Linked DNA regions of Mus musculus: region 1 is linked to region 2. The links are chromatin contacts, called in public promoter capture Hi-C maps. All regions are on one chromosome and are shown on one strand. The core of a region is the stretch at or near the end of the contact, and the rest is flanking DNA. Distances in the headings are between cores, read along the strand shown.

Evidence for each region. Promoter capture Hi-C pulls out the DNA fragments that hold promoters and counts their contacts.
Region 1: a promoter capture Hi-C map of trophoblast stem cells shows a contact between it and region 2, with 4 times the contacts expected there. The contact joins the promoter of Fshr here to the promoter of Lhcgr in region 2. A contact is called at or near these places in 8 of 39 promoter capture datasets (3T3-L1-derived adipocytes, cranial neural crest, embryonic stem cells and 3 more).

The regions. Positions count from the first base shown.
Region 1 is chr17:89,199,360-89,202,059 of GRCm38.p6, forward strand. Fshr (follicle stimulating hormone receptor) reads right to left here and starts at 1,316. Exons shown (of 10, transcript NM_013523.3): 1 at 1,102-1,316. The coding sequence starts at 1,253.
Region 2 is chr17:88,790,693-88,793,392 of GRCm38.p6, forward strand. Lhcgr (luteinizing hormone/choriogonadotropin receptor) reads right to left here and starts at 1,322. Exons shown (of 11, transcript NM_013582.3): 1 at 1,107-1,322. The coding sequence starts at 1,279.

The DNA of each region.
Region 1 (2,700 bases), core at 66-2,565, 410 kb after region 2:
GGGAGTTCAGGGTGCGTTGGCTTCCTTGTGTTTGGAGTAACCTCATCCACCAGACTGGACTTGTGCACAGCACATTCTCCCGCATAGTCTGGAAGTGCAGTCTCATCTGGGCAGTGGAGCCAAAATAATGAGCTGTGCGATGTTTTCCCTTCTGCGCAACTGCCTCTGCACAGTCCCTGTTGACTTGAGAGGTCAACGGAGCATGCTACGTTCCACACATTCTCCTAAAGAGACAATCTAAGATTCACAGTCGTAGCTCGGAGTGAAAGCCCGAGGTTGTTTATCCTCTGAGTCATACTTGCACTTCTCAGGGAAGTGCTACCTGAACAATCAAAGAGCCAGGGTGGCAGAAGAGAACTTGCGGGGAGGGCAGGCCTCTGTATCATATGCACTGGATCTCTTTTACCGCACTGTGAGAGTTTGGAAACGTCTTTACTGTGTGGCCACTAGATTCGAAATTGCAAAGGGAAGAGATAAGTCCATCCCAGCTCTTGCCCAATTCTAGGAGAATGCATACTTCCTGTTTAAATAGTTGATCAAAATCTAAAGTTGGCATCACTTTCCCGGCTGTGTTCTTTCCCCCTCTTGGTCATTCTTCCTCAATCACACTCTCTCCGCTCTCCGCAGGCTCCCTTTCCCCAGTTAAGGAGAACCTCAGAACTCAGAACTATCTGCTGCGATTTGCCACGCCTCAGGTGCTCTCCCTGAGATCCTGTGTGTATAGAGGGCCTCAGCCAGCTCCTCCTGCTTCTAAGTGTAGGTCTCCTAAGTTTTCTACTTCGCTTTCCCTTTTATTTTTCCAGCTTCTCTATGGAGTGCGGACCCCTAGAGTAAATGTGTCCTCCAAACTACCCCCTCCCCTTTTCCCTGGGATTCAAGTTTCCACTATGGCCTTCCCTGACAAACGCCAATATAAACTCTCACCAACTCTCCCTGGAAAGCCACAGGACAGAAGTGTCTGTCTGGGGGAGTGTACTCTATTGTAGCCTTTGGTTAGGACAGAAATATTTCAGTCCAGCAGATATCAGTCTATTAGGAAAATAATAATAGTACTCAATGCTCAAATGGGAGCCACAAAGCTGTCCCCGCGACGATACTCACAGTTCAATGGCGTTCCGGGGGAGGTCGGGCGGAATCTCGGTCACCTTGCTATCTTGGCAGAGGAAGACCCTGTTAGAGCAATGACACAGCCAGTGATGACATCCAGATCCCGAGCCCAAGAATGCCAGCAAGGAGACCAGGAGCAAGGCCATGCTTATTTATCCATCCACCTGCTTTCTGCCTGCTCCAGCAGCGAAAACCTCCACGGATTCCCCAGGCTCCTCCACACACTGTCCGGATAAGAGAGATCTGCTTGGAGGACAGCAAAGTCACGTGACCCACTAAAGGATGCTTTTTTTTTTTTCTTTTGTCGCTTCCAGGCAAGTAAAATTAATATGTGTCCGTAGTAACTATATGTATTAATACATGATTGAAATGTGATTAATATTTGTCAATAAGCACCTGTCTTATCCTTCAAGACCTATATTTTCTATTCCTTGACCCCAAAATGACAACAAGTAGAAACTTGGTGCATATTTAGAGATATCAGTCTAATGGACTGATATCAGCAGATTCACATTATTTTACTGCATGGAGGTCCCTACTGGTCACTACTCTCTTCTCAGTGATATCAGGGTTCGTCCCTTTCCCGGCAAGTACATCCATATGACACATCTCTAATGTACTACTGACATGAAGGGGACAAAATTTACCTTTAGTATTTTGCATTGCTGTTTTCCTGTGACCTATCTGTTATAAACCATAGATCTGGGCTATAGTTAGCCTGTGATTAACAACATAAGCAAGTGTTAGCACTAAGCCGCTGTAGGTGGGTGATAGGGTTCTCTGTGGAGACAATTCACTTCTGAGACCTCAGGCATGGGCTGTTTCTGGTCACAGCGTTCACCAGTCATGCGTAGTCTTTCTGGCATCTCTTGTTTTTCCTTTGCTAACTCTAAGAACTGTCCTTTCTTCCTAATTCAAGAGTTGGCACGAATAAATGTATCACATCTATACTTTTAATTTTAGAGATTTCCTGTGAGTGACACCCTAGGTATTTGCAACAGTGGCATTTTTAAGCTTAGTAATAAAGGGTTTGAGGAATATTTAACAAAAGTGAAGGGATGATCTTCTTTCCACCCAGAGTCTATGAACACTAAAAACGTACACCTCTCTAAGATCATGTCTAGTACTTACTACCTGCTAAGATTACCTTCAGTACCATCTTTGCACACAGCAAACATCATCTCCTGAAAATGGTTACACACTGTGGGTTAAATGGTGGCCTGCATCAGTCCCAGGGCTCTGACCACTCGGGGGCAGGCTGCAGGAGCTTTCCCTAAACCACCGCCAGCATGAGAAGCCATAGGACCCTGCTCCAAGGGTAGGGCAGTGCAGACTGAGGTCCCTGGCAACTTCCAGAGCCAGCTCGGCGGTGGGCCTGCAGGGATGCTGGGACTGTCTGGTTCTCAGACTCTGGGGCACCCCAGATGTTGTTGGGAGTCCACAGGCTGGATCTAGCCCACGGAGGAGGGGGAAAAGAGAGGAGTGCTCTGGCTGGGTCCTGTGGGAAAAAGAGTCCTTGGCTTGTTCAGTGGGTGGCTTGTCTTAGTAGAGGCCATGGCTGGGAGCTGATGAGAGGCCTTCTGCAAGAGATTA
Region 2 (2,700 bases), core at 72-2,571:
ATTAATAGAAACCCCTCAACCCTTAACTGTTTCTCTCACCCACAGCTATTCCTAGAAGGCCATTAACTTGCCCATAGAGAACAGAACAAGTACTCAGGGAAGGTAAATTCCTCCAAGAAGCTGTCACAGATAGGCTGCTGGCCTCCCAAGGGGAAATATTACCGGATCAGATAAAACACAGGGCAGATCTCCACCAGCCTGGGGCATTTGTGGTACCTCCTACTTCCTTTGTTTTTTATTGAGATTTCAGTCATGTAACTTGCAAGTCATTGTTTCAAACGCACAATGCCATGGTTTTAGTTTTCTTATGTGAAACCATTACTTCAATCCAATTTTAGTAGAACCCATCACTCTTAACCTTACCACTATTAGCAGACACCCACTGCTGCCCACCCATCCTTATGCCCAGGCCTCATGCCCAGGGAGCTACTGACCTACCCGCCATTCATCCTTCTGGCCATCTGGCAATTTCCATAAATCAGGGTCACTCAACCTGAGGAACCCTTTTCAACATGGAAGGGCAGTTGGTACCTTAGCACAAACGGCTTTCTCCTGCCTTTATCCCACGGTTTCAGGAAGCAGTGGCCCTTCCCTGCTTGCAGATGCTTGCAGATGCTTGCAGTGCCTTTATCACGTCTGTGAGTGTGACCAGAAGCCAGATAACAGGCATTTCTTCCACTCCTTAGCTAGCCAGGCTGAGGCAAATACATCACTCACCGGGTGGCTCGAGGTTATTCCAGCTGACAAATTAGGCCCTGAGTACTTTGCTCTTAGACAGCAGAGCACAGCCCACAGCAGCCTTCAAAGACCTGGCTGGCCAAAGCGCAGAACCACTCAGTGAAGGAGGGGTACCCAATTCACCAAAGGGGCAGAGAGAAGCTTCCTCAGGTTTGGGGGCAGTTTAAAGTCACCTGCCTCAGTCTCCCCTATGGGGGAAGTGCAGGTCTGGGCTGTACTGGGATAACAAAGACAGCCTGAAGATCTGGGTCCTCGTCACTGGGAAGGAGTGAGAAGTTGACCAGGGTCCAGCCTTACGTCCTGCTTCCCAGCAATGGGGCCCAACATCGAGTAACAAAAGGCAGGGACCTGGGGCGCCCTGTACTCACAGTCGGGCGAGGCCAGCTCGAGGGCCAGGGCAGCGCAGGGCACCATCCGGCGCGCAGTCGCAGGGCTCAGGGCAGCGCGACCCTGACAACTCTGGAGAGTGCAGCTGTGACTGCTTCAGCACCAGCATTGCCAGCACCAGCAGCTGTCTCAGAGCCGGGACCCGCCGCCCCATGGCCCGCCAGCCTGAGTGTGAGCTCCGGTGGCTAGGCCAGTATGCTGGACCGCCCGGGGGGCCCGCCCGTACCCTCTGCCCGCCCCTCGGCCTGCCTTCCCACCCGCCGGCCCCCGCCCGCTCCAGCCCTCCCCTCTCACCGCCTGTCCCTGTTCTCCTTGACCTGGGACTGTGGCCAGCCACCCCATTGCTGTTTCCCTAAGACTTGCCCTCTGCTCTAAGCTTGCAAATGAACTGAGGGTTAGAATATAGAGTCATGTGTGGTAAGCGCTTAGAGTGAGGCTTTGAACTCTGCTCTGCCATGGTCCCCATGAGACTTGTCTTGGTTCTATGAGATGTCTCTGTCCATATCCACATCGGAAGAGCCAAAGTGCCAGGCCTGCTGTGTCTTAGCTCTAGGCTCTGCTCCTCCATTCTTGACAAGAAATCTCTCCATTCTCTGCTTCCTCACTGATCTCTCTGCTTCTCTTGGTTGTAACTGTTCTCCTCAGCATAGCTATTTGGGTCTGTCCTATATATCCCCACTGCACTGTGAAGCCCTTGAGGGCAAAATTCAGTTTGGACTCACTTTGTATTCTTTTTTTTTAGTTAACAAAGGCTTGCTATGTGAGTGGGTAAAATGGCCTCAACGGGTGTGCACCGTGCTTTAAGACTGTGATAGATGCCTTGCCGCACATCATGTCTGTTACACCAGACTCTTAGGGCATTTGTAGCAGGAACATAATACCCAACAAGGTATACAGTTTCTATGGTAACCCAACTTGTGGATGGAGGAGTGCTTTTTGACTCCTGTCTGTCACCCACCTGTCTCTTACTAGTGGAAAACCTCTGCTATAGGGTCTGTGATTCTAAACCCCGCAGAAAGAAAACCTGATCTTACAGCAGCCCCAGGAACAGGTCATTTCCCCTCTACGGTGTTCATTAGGCATCGTTCCTTCCAAGGATTGATTTTGGACTCTAGAAATATTAGCAATTTTCTTTTTTCTGGAAGAGGTGGATGTTGAGCCCTGTAAAGACATCTAAAGCTTTCAAGACAGAAAGCAGGGCAGAGTTCTTGTTCTGAAAGGCAGCTTCCTCAGTCACCAGCTTGCAGTCTTTTGCCCAAACCTGTAAGGTAGATGATCATTATTCTATTGCTCTTGTTTTGAAATCACCCAGCTCTGCTCACATTGTGTGGGATTTGATCTTTGCTGATTTACATTTTCATGTCTTTGTGCACACTTCCCAAAGCTTGCTTGATGCCGTCTTCCTTTTCTGGTATTCCACTGGGCAAGCTTCTGGTTGTATTTCAAGACAGACTGCTGCCCCTTCCATGGGAGCCTTCTCTAACTCAGAATAGCTTAATAGGCCCTGGTTCTAAAGCTTGTAGCTTAAAAAGCACTGAAGGACGTGATTTTGCTTTCCCCTTTCAGTTAACCTTA